2 separate regions of the Macaca mulatta genome follow, and region 1 is linked to region 2. The links are chromatin contacts, called in public Hi-C maps. All regions are on one chromosome and are shown on one strand. Each heading gives the region's core, a stretch centred on a gene start, on an enhancer-like site or on the middle of the called end of the contact. The rest is flanking DNA. Distances are from core to core; before and after follow the strand shown. Region 1 holds the start of RNF130 (ring finger protein 130). Region 2 holds the start of TBC1D9B (TBC1 domain family member 9B).

Region 1 (4,119 bases), core at 1,337-3,836, 160 kb before region 2:
GTGGCGGTGCCTGTAGTCCCAGCTACTCGGGAGGCTGAGGCAGGAGAATGGCGTGAACCTGGGAGGCAGAGCTTGCAGTGAGCTGAGACCACGTCACTGCACTCCAGCCTGGGAAAATAAAAAACAAACAAACAAACAAACAAAACCCCTTAAGGTCTCCTTAAAAGACAATGCCACTTCCAAGTACAGGCTGGTGTGAATGTCGCCGTACATGCCGGTGCCTGATGAGGCTGTGCACTGAGACCTCATCTCGCTTTATTTAAAGAGGAGATCGGCAAGTGCCAGGGAGGTGTTAAAGGTGCTCCGGAACCAACTTTCTCCCTGACAAATTCAGAAGGGTTGAGAAAGCCATTTCCTCCCCACCTGATTAACAAAGTGGTGCTTGTGAGCTTCTATAATTGTTTCTTGTGCCAGGGGTTGTGGGCATCTTACAGTTTGAAGACTCCTCCCTTATAAGGACAAAGGAGTAGAGGCCATGAGCCTCTCGGGCAGGGGTCGGCCAGGGCATACCCAGCGAGAAAACAGGAGACCCTCACTGGGAAGAGCCCCACACAGGCCCTAGATGTGGCCCCGGGTTGTGGGGGCAAGGAATATTTGGGTCGTGGGTGCTAGAGCATGGGTACCTTGGTGCTAAGGACTCCCTGCCCTATGAAGGGCCCAGCTGGAGGGGGACCAGATCAGAGCACTCTTTAAATGCCAGGCCCAGGGTGGGGATCCCACTGCTTTGGTCTAGGGGCTGTGCTTGTTGAGGATAAGTAAGAAAGAAAAAGCCGTTATCCATAGGCCAGGGCATGGTCTATAAGGACTATCGTAGAGGGTGGAAGAGAGGGAAATGGAGGGAGAAATTGTGAAGGATGTCACCAAGTCATCAATAATGGACATCTGTCTTTTTTTTTTTTTTTTTTTTTTGAGACGGAGTCTCGCTCTGTCGCCCAGGCTGGAGTGCAGTGGCGCGATCTCGGCTCACTGCAAGCTCCGCCTCCCGGGTTCACGCCATTCTCCTGCCTCAGCCTCCCCAGTAGCTGGGACTACAGGCGCCCACAACCGCGCCCGGCTAATTTTTTGTATTTTTAGTAGAGACGGGGTTTCACCGTGGTCTCGATCTCCTGACCTTGTGATCCGCCCGCCTCGGCCTCCCAAAGTGCTGGGATTACAGGCGTGAGCCACCGCGCCCGGCCTTTTTTTTTTTTCTTTTTTTGAAATGGAGTCTTGCTCTGTCGCCCAGGCTGGAGTGCAGTGGCGCGATCTCAGCTCACCGCAACCTCCACCTCCTAGGTTCCAACGATTCACCTGCCTCAGTCTCCCAACTAGCTGGGATTACAGGCTGGGATTACAGGCGCGCACCACCATGACCCACTAATTTTTGTATTTTTAGTAGAGACGGGGTTTCACCATGTTGCCCATTCTGGTCTCGAACTCCTGACCTCGTGAACCTCCCACGTAGAACTCCCAAAGTGCTGGGATTACAGGCGTGAGCCACTGAGCCTGGCCAGTAGTGGACATCTTAAGTTTTAGCCTGCACTGCATCCGTACCGTTTCCTGGAAACAGTGCCTCAAATTTCTTTTTGGGGAGCTACCTCTTTTCCGGATTTTCAGGACGGTTGGTTGCGCAAAGCTGACTCCACCCACTTCCCGCTCTAGGAGACAGGAGAGTCAACCCTGGTTGGTCAGAAGACGCCAAACTTTCCCCCTCCGCCTCCCCACAAAGATCCTGTAAGTTCCTGAAATCAGTTGCACGGCCCCATTCTTCCCTTCAGTTGATACTTTAGAGCGATGTACATCTTTTACACGCCGTGGAGAGAGAAAGTGAGAGTCGTGTGTGCGCGCGTTTGGGAAGGTGTTGGGGGGGTTCTCATGGTCCGGGGACCCCTGGAGTATTTCACCCAGTCACTAGAGCAGGGGCTTCCCAACCGCCCGGCCGCGGACCCGTGCCCACGGCCTTGGAGGAACCAGTGAGCGAGCAGGAGGCGAGCGAGCATTACGGCCTGAGCTCTGCCTCCCGTCAGATCAGGGCGGCATTAGAGTCTCATAGGAGCGCGAACCCGGTGTGAACTGCGCGTGCTGGGATCTGGGCTGCGCGCTTCTTAGGAGAATCTAACGCCTGATGATCTGAGGTGAAGCAGCCTCATCCCAAACCACTTCTCTTCCCTCAGTCCCTGCAAACACTGTCTTCCAGGAAACCCGTCCCCCAGTGCCAAAAGGTTAGGGACTGCTGCCCTATTGGCCTTTCCCAACCACTCGTGTCCCTGCAGGTCCGGGCCAGTCATCCCCCATCCATGAGGTCAACTGCATGACATGAATGATAGGTCTCATGACATTTAATTTTAAACACTTATTTTAAAGTTAGAACTTTTTTTCTTTTGTAGTCTGTTCTCACACATTTCCATATGCCCTCGCAGATCTCCCGGGCTCCAGGCCCTGCGGCCATCACGCCCGACAGAGAAACAGGCAGCGCCGGCGGGTGACCCGGCTGCCCGCGCCCTCGTGCAGGCGGGCGGGAGAGGACAGGCCCTCGCACGCATGCGCGCGGGGCGGGGCTGCGCCTCAGGCCTGTGCGTTGCCGCTAGACCAGCCGGGGGCGGGGCGGCGGCGGACGCGCGCCTCAGGCGGCAGCCGCGCAAGAGGGACTTTGTGTTCCTCTGACCCTCCTGGGGGCGCTTCCTCCCGTGCCGCCCTTCCCCTCCCGCGCCGCGTCCTTGCGAGGCGCCTCCCATTCGGCGGGACCGACCGGGGGAATGGAGGGGGCACGCTCCTACAGCCCTCCCGGGACCCTGAAGAGACGCCCGCGTGCGACCTGAGACGCCGCCCTCGCCGAGGGCCCATGGGCGCGTCCCCACGGGCGGGCGGCGGACGTGAGGGCGGCGAGCCGCGGGGTCGCAGCGTCCAGGAGGGCCGCGCTCGGGCTCGGCCCCGGCCCCGCGCAAGCCGCGCGCGCGCGCTCCCGCCGCAGCCCGGGCCGCGCCCGCCCCGCCTCTCCGCGCCGGCCCCGGAGCCCGGTCCGCGAGCGGCGGCGGCGGCCGGAGGGACGATGAGCTGCGCGGGGCGGGCGGGCCCTGCCCGGCTCGCCGCGCTCGCCCTGCTGACCTGCAGCCTGTGGCCGGCGCGGGCAGACAACGCGAGCCAGGAGTACTACACGGCGCTCATCAACGTGACGGTGCAAGAGCCCGGCCGCGGAGCCCCGCTCACGTTCCGCATCGACCGCGGGCGCTACGGGCTGGACTCCCCCAAGGCCGAGGTCCGTGGCCAGGTGCTGGCGCCGCTGCCCCTCCACGGAGGTGAGTGCCGGCCCGGGGGCGGCGGGCGGTGGTCGCTGCATCCCGCGGAGGCGGCCGGGCTAGGGTTCCCGGCCCCGGCTGTGGCCCTGGCTCTCCCGCTGCGCGCTGCCGGGCCGACGGCCCCAGCCGGGGTCGAGGCTTCCGTCGTGGACAGCCCGGCCTGCTCCCGTGGGAACCAGGCTTCAGGAGCGTGATTGGGTTTTCCCCTTCTTTGAAAAAGACTTGGAACGGTCGTCTTTGCGTTCAGCAGCTTGTTTGCTGGAGGGCATTGAGCTAGGAGTTTGCAGGGACAGCGTAGACAAAGGAGGTGGTGCAAGAGCGCAAAACTAATTCATGGGGAGGACATCTCAGCCTGTATTTTGGAAGCGGCAGGTTTGTTCCTGAAATCACGGACTTAACGCTGCGCTGGATCTCGAAGGATGCGGCCCTTTTCTAACATAAAAACGTGCCGTTAAGTGGTAAATGGAGGCGGAGGGTGTAAGAGGAAAATGGACATCTTCCCTGTTGCTTTTGGCTCCTGTTCTTGCTCTAGTAGTTTTACTGTAATTTGACGCCTAAAAATGTCACATTATGAGGATTTGATACTAATCAGAACTACTAGCCAAGGCTTTTCAGGTCACGGGTGCCGACCAAAAGGGAAATAGGTAAAATTTTCAAGAATTGTCTTTGAAACCATTTGGCTTAATGTCATGTTTTCCTATAAACATGGGCTTTGTTTAGTTAATTATTTGGTGTAAACATGTATTTGTTTAAATTATTAGTCATGGTTTGAAGGAAACGTTTTGCATATCGCGGAATATGATTTTTTGGGTTTTGGCCCACTTTGAACTTTTGGGAAATACCT
Region 2 (3,758 bases), core at 1,020-3,519:
GCGGTGACTCACACCTGTAATCCCAGCACTTTGGGAGGCCAAGACAGGCGGATCACGAGGTCAGGAGATCGAGACTATCCTGGCTAACACTGTGAAACCTCGTCTCTATTAAAAATACAAAAAATTAGCCGGGTGCGGTGGCAGGCACCTGTAGTCCCAGTTACTCGGGGGGCTGAGGCAGGAGAATGATGTGAACCCAGGAGGCAGAGCTTGCAGTAAGCCTAGATCACGCCACTGCACTCCAGCCTGGGCGACAGAGTGAGACTCCATCTCAAACAAACAAACACAAAATCATTCTCGAGGAGTGGTCTCCAGGTCAGCAGCATCAACATCACCCAGGAGCGTGTTAGGAAGGCAAACACCCTGGGAGGGAGGGGCAGCAACCGGTGTGGTGGTTTGTTTTGTTTTCAGATGGAGTCTTGCTATGTTGCCCTGGCTGATTTTGAACTCCTGGCCTCAAGTGATCCTCCCACCTCAGCCTCCCAAGTGGCTGGGCCTACAGCAGCCTGTTTGAATCAGCCTTCCAGGTGATCCTAATGTATGCCCAATTTGAGAACCACTGGAATGAAGGAACAAGACAACTCCTTACCTCCTCTCAGGGTGTTAAAAAGTGCAGATCTTCCAAATTCTTTTTTTTTTTTTTTTTTTTGAGACGGAGTCTCGCTCTGTCGCCCAGGCTGGAGTGCAGTGGCCGGATCTCAGCTCACTGCAAGCTCCGCCTCCCGGGTTTACGCCATTCTCCTGCCTCAGCCTCCCGAGTAGCTGGGACTACAGGCGCCGCCACCTCGCCCGGCTAGTTTTTTGTATTTTTTAGTAGAGACGGGGTTTCACCATGTTAGCCAGGATGGTCTCGATCTCCCGACCTCGTGATCCGCCCATCTCGGCCTCCCAAAGTGCTGGGATTACAGGCTTGAGCCACCGCGCCCGGCCAAGATCTTCCAAATTCTTTCCCTCTAGAGAGCCCAATGACAATATTAGTTCAAACTTCCAAGATGTTGAAGCAAGCCCACCTCTGCATCTTGAAAGCTGATTCCTATATCCAGCAACATTGCAGAAGACTGCAGGTCACTCTGGGTGTCAACTGCGTGTACCTACATCCATCACACCAAGATTCTTGATCACCAATCACAGAAACCCACCTGGAAGCCAGGTCCAGCTCCAAGGATGGTTTAACCGCCCCCTTCCCTCTGCTCTCTAGCCAGATCCTGGTGAGGGCTCTGGCCAGCAGGGTGACCCCACATCCCAGTCGACCCCGGACAGCATGGATCCAGGCCTGTTGTCCCAGGTGGAGTTGACAGCTCCTTTCATGCAGAAGGCCGGGCGTGGACTGGTGCTACCCCTGCAGGTCAACACTGGGAGACCAGGGTCCCGCATTCGCGTGCAGCCCGCCTCACGCTTGCACACAAGCCGCCACTGGCCCGGGGGCCAGCCCAGACCCCATCCTCAAGGCCGGCCAGCCTCCGTGACCCGTCTGTCAGGGGAGGAGCTGCACTGATTTCCAAGGATGCAGCCCGTATCAGGGCCTCCTGGCACTCGCCCTGCGCTGGACGTTTTTTCTAGTCTCCGGCCCCAGTGTCAGAATTCTGAGAACTGGCCAGGCGCGATGGTTCATGCCTGTAATCCCAGGACTTGGGAGGCCAATGTGAGCGGATCACCTGAGGTCAGGAGTTCGAGACCAGCCTGGCCAACATGGTGAAACCCCGTCTCTACTAAAAATACAAAAAAATTAGCCGGGCGTGGTTGCAGGCGCCTGTAATCCCAGCTACTCAGGAGGCTGAGGCAGGAGGATCACTTGAACCCGGGAGGCAGAGGTTGCAGTGAGCCAAGATCGCGCCATTGCACTCCAGCCCGGGCGACAGAGCAAGCCTCTGCCAAAAAAAAAAAAAGAAAAAAAAATTCTGAGAATTAGGAGGAACTGCAAACCCTTTTCCAGGTGCCCTTTGCAGTGCTAACACGCCCCGGGTTGCACGCAAAACCAGCCAAAAACAGCCAAACTGTGCTTCTTTATATCTATCTTTCACATTGCACAGCTTTCAAAACGCCAGAAGCTCTACTCTGCACAGCGGCTCCCCTGCCTGCGGACTGGGCCGTTCCGTTCTGGGTCCAGGCCGGAGGCCGGCGGCTGGACCGCTCCAGGAGGCCAGGCGGGCGCGCGCCCGAGGCCGGGGCGGAGGGGGCGGAGGGGGCGGTGCGGGCCGCGAGCCGGGTGCGTGAGCGCCACACGCCCGCCAGGGGGCGCCGCCCGCCCGGCCCCGCCCCGGCCCGCTCGGCACGCTCCGCTCCGGGACGCCGACGGCGGCCGGCGCTTCCGCCTCGCGGGCCTCGGCCCGGCGCGAGCGGCACCGCGATGTGGCTGAGCCCGGAGGAGGTGCTGGTGGCCAATGCGCTGTGGGTGACGGAGCGGGCCAACCCCTTCTTCGTGCTGCAGCGGCGCCGGGGCCACGGCAAGGGCGGCGGCCTCACGGGTGAGAGGCGCGCGGGCGGCCAGGCCTAGGGACGCCGCGGCGGGGCCGGCGGCGGGCGGGTCCGGTTCCGGCCCGGCCTCTGCGCGTCGCGGCGGACACGCACGCCAGTGCGCGGCGGGGCGGGGGCTCGAGGCCGGGACCCGGGAGCCGGGCGCGGAGGGGCCGGGGCGGGGAGCGAGGGGCTGGCGGGAGGCGAGTGCGCCCTGGGCGGGCTCCGCCCGGTTTCGGCGCCCGCGAGCCCCGGGAGCCGTGTCGCTTCCCGGGATTCCACCGCCGAAAGTTAGCGAGGCCGCCCTGTCCTCATCCTCCACCTCAGTTTCCCCCGGTGCCTCTAAGGGGCCAAGTGACGCCAGCGCACGTTTTCTTGTGCCGTCTTCTTCATTCCCACCTCACCAGAGTATCGCCCTTTTAGCAAGATCGGAGGTCCCGGAGCCGGCCGCACCCCCATTCCCCAGCTCCTCCCCCGCCTTTCTGCTCCTGGCTGCTCTCAGCGCTGCCCACCCGAGGCTTTGGGTAGCAGCCCAGGGTGTTCCTGCCAGCTCGCCAAGGTGGCCCTGTGTGGGCCCGGGCGCCACCACCACGCAGGCTGAGGCCCTTGGAGTCGTGCGGCCTGTGGGATCCGGGGGAGGCTCACAGGCCCCTCCAGGCCCCTCCCTCCGCAGGGGTTGTCCCGGGCCCCTCGTGCTCCAGGGCCCGCGTCCCGCACTGCAGGAGCCCGGCTGGCCCAGGCTCAGTGCCTTTGCTCTTCGGGGCACCGATCGTTGCCCTGCAGGAATGCGGTCCCAGTGTTGCCAGGTCGTCCAGTTTATCAAGACCTTTTTCTGCGAATCATCCTGATTTTCAGTGTTAGCAGCTAATAGCCAGATGCAGACGGAGGCTTCTCCTGGGCCACACTTCTTCATATGGAAGAGACTGTTCTGTTCCCAGGAACACTCAGTGTTCCCTTCAGCTTCAGGCTCCCTCCCAGTGGGCCTCGAGGATCTCGGGCTCCTGTGCTGGACCCGCCTCCTAGATCCAGCTGTTCAGTGGGAGTTAGTTGGCAGCCCTTGTGGCCAACCTCAAAGCTACTGCAAGCCCGTTGAAGAAGGCAAGGGACCGGCACCTTTCCTTCCGCCAGCGTGCCCGTGTGTCATACTCGCCGGTGTACTCCGCCAGCGTGCCCGTGTGTCATACTCGCCGGTGTACTGGGAGCACTCGCGCTGTGCTCGGCAGGCTTCCGCAGGTCATCTCATTGGATGGGCGGGTGCAGGTGCAGCCCGGCCTCAGTACACCTCCTTCCTGCGGGCTCTTCTC

Evidence for each region. A called contact is a pair of places that touch in the nucleus more often than the background predicts.
Region 1: a Hi-C map of liver shows a contact between it and region 2, with 2.9 times the contacts expected there. The contact joins the promoter of RNF130 here to the promoter of TBC1D9B in region 2. A contact is called at or near these places in 2 of 14 Hi-C or Micro-C datasets (fetal cortex germinal zone and liver).

Annotation. Positions count from the first base shown.
Region 1 is chr6:189,067,510-189,071,628 of T2T-MMU8v2.0, reverse strand. It overlaps RNF130 (ring finger protein 130), which reads left to right and starts at 2,586. Exons shown (of 9, transcript XM_077937531.1): 1 at 2,586-3,275. The coding sequence starts at 2,822.
Region 2 is chr6:188,908,431-188,912,188 of T2T-MMU8v2.0, reverse strand. It overlaps TBC1D9B (TBC1 domain family member 9B), which reads left to right and starts at 2,269. Exons shown (of 21, transcript XM_028850011.2): 1 at 2,269-2,465. The coding sequence starts at 2,348.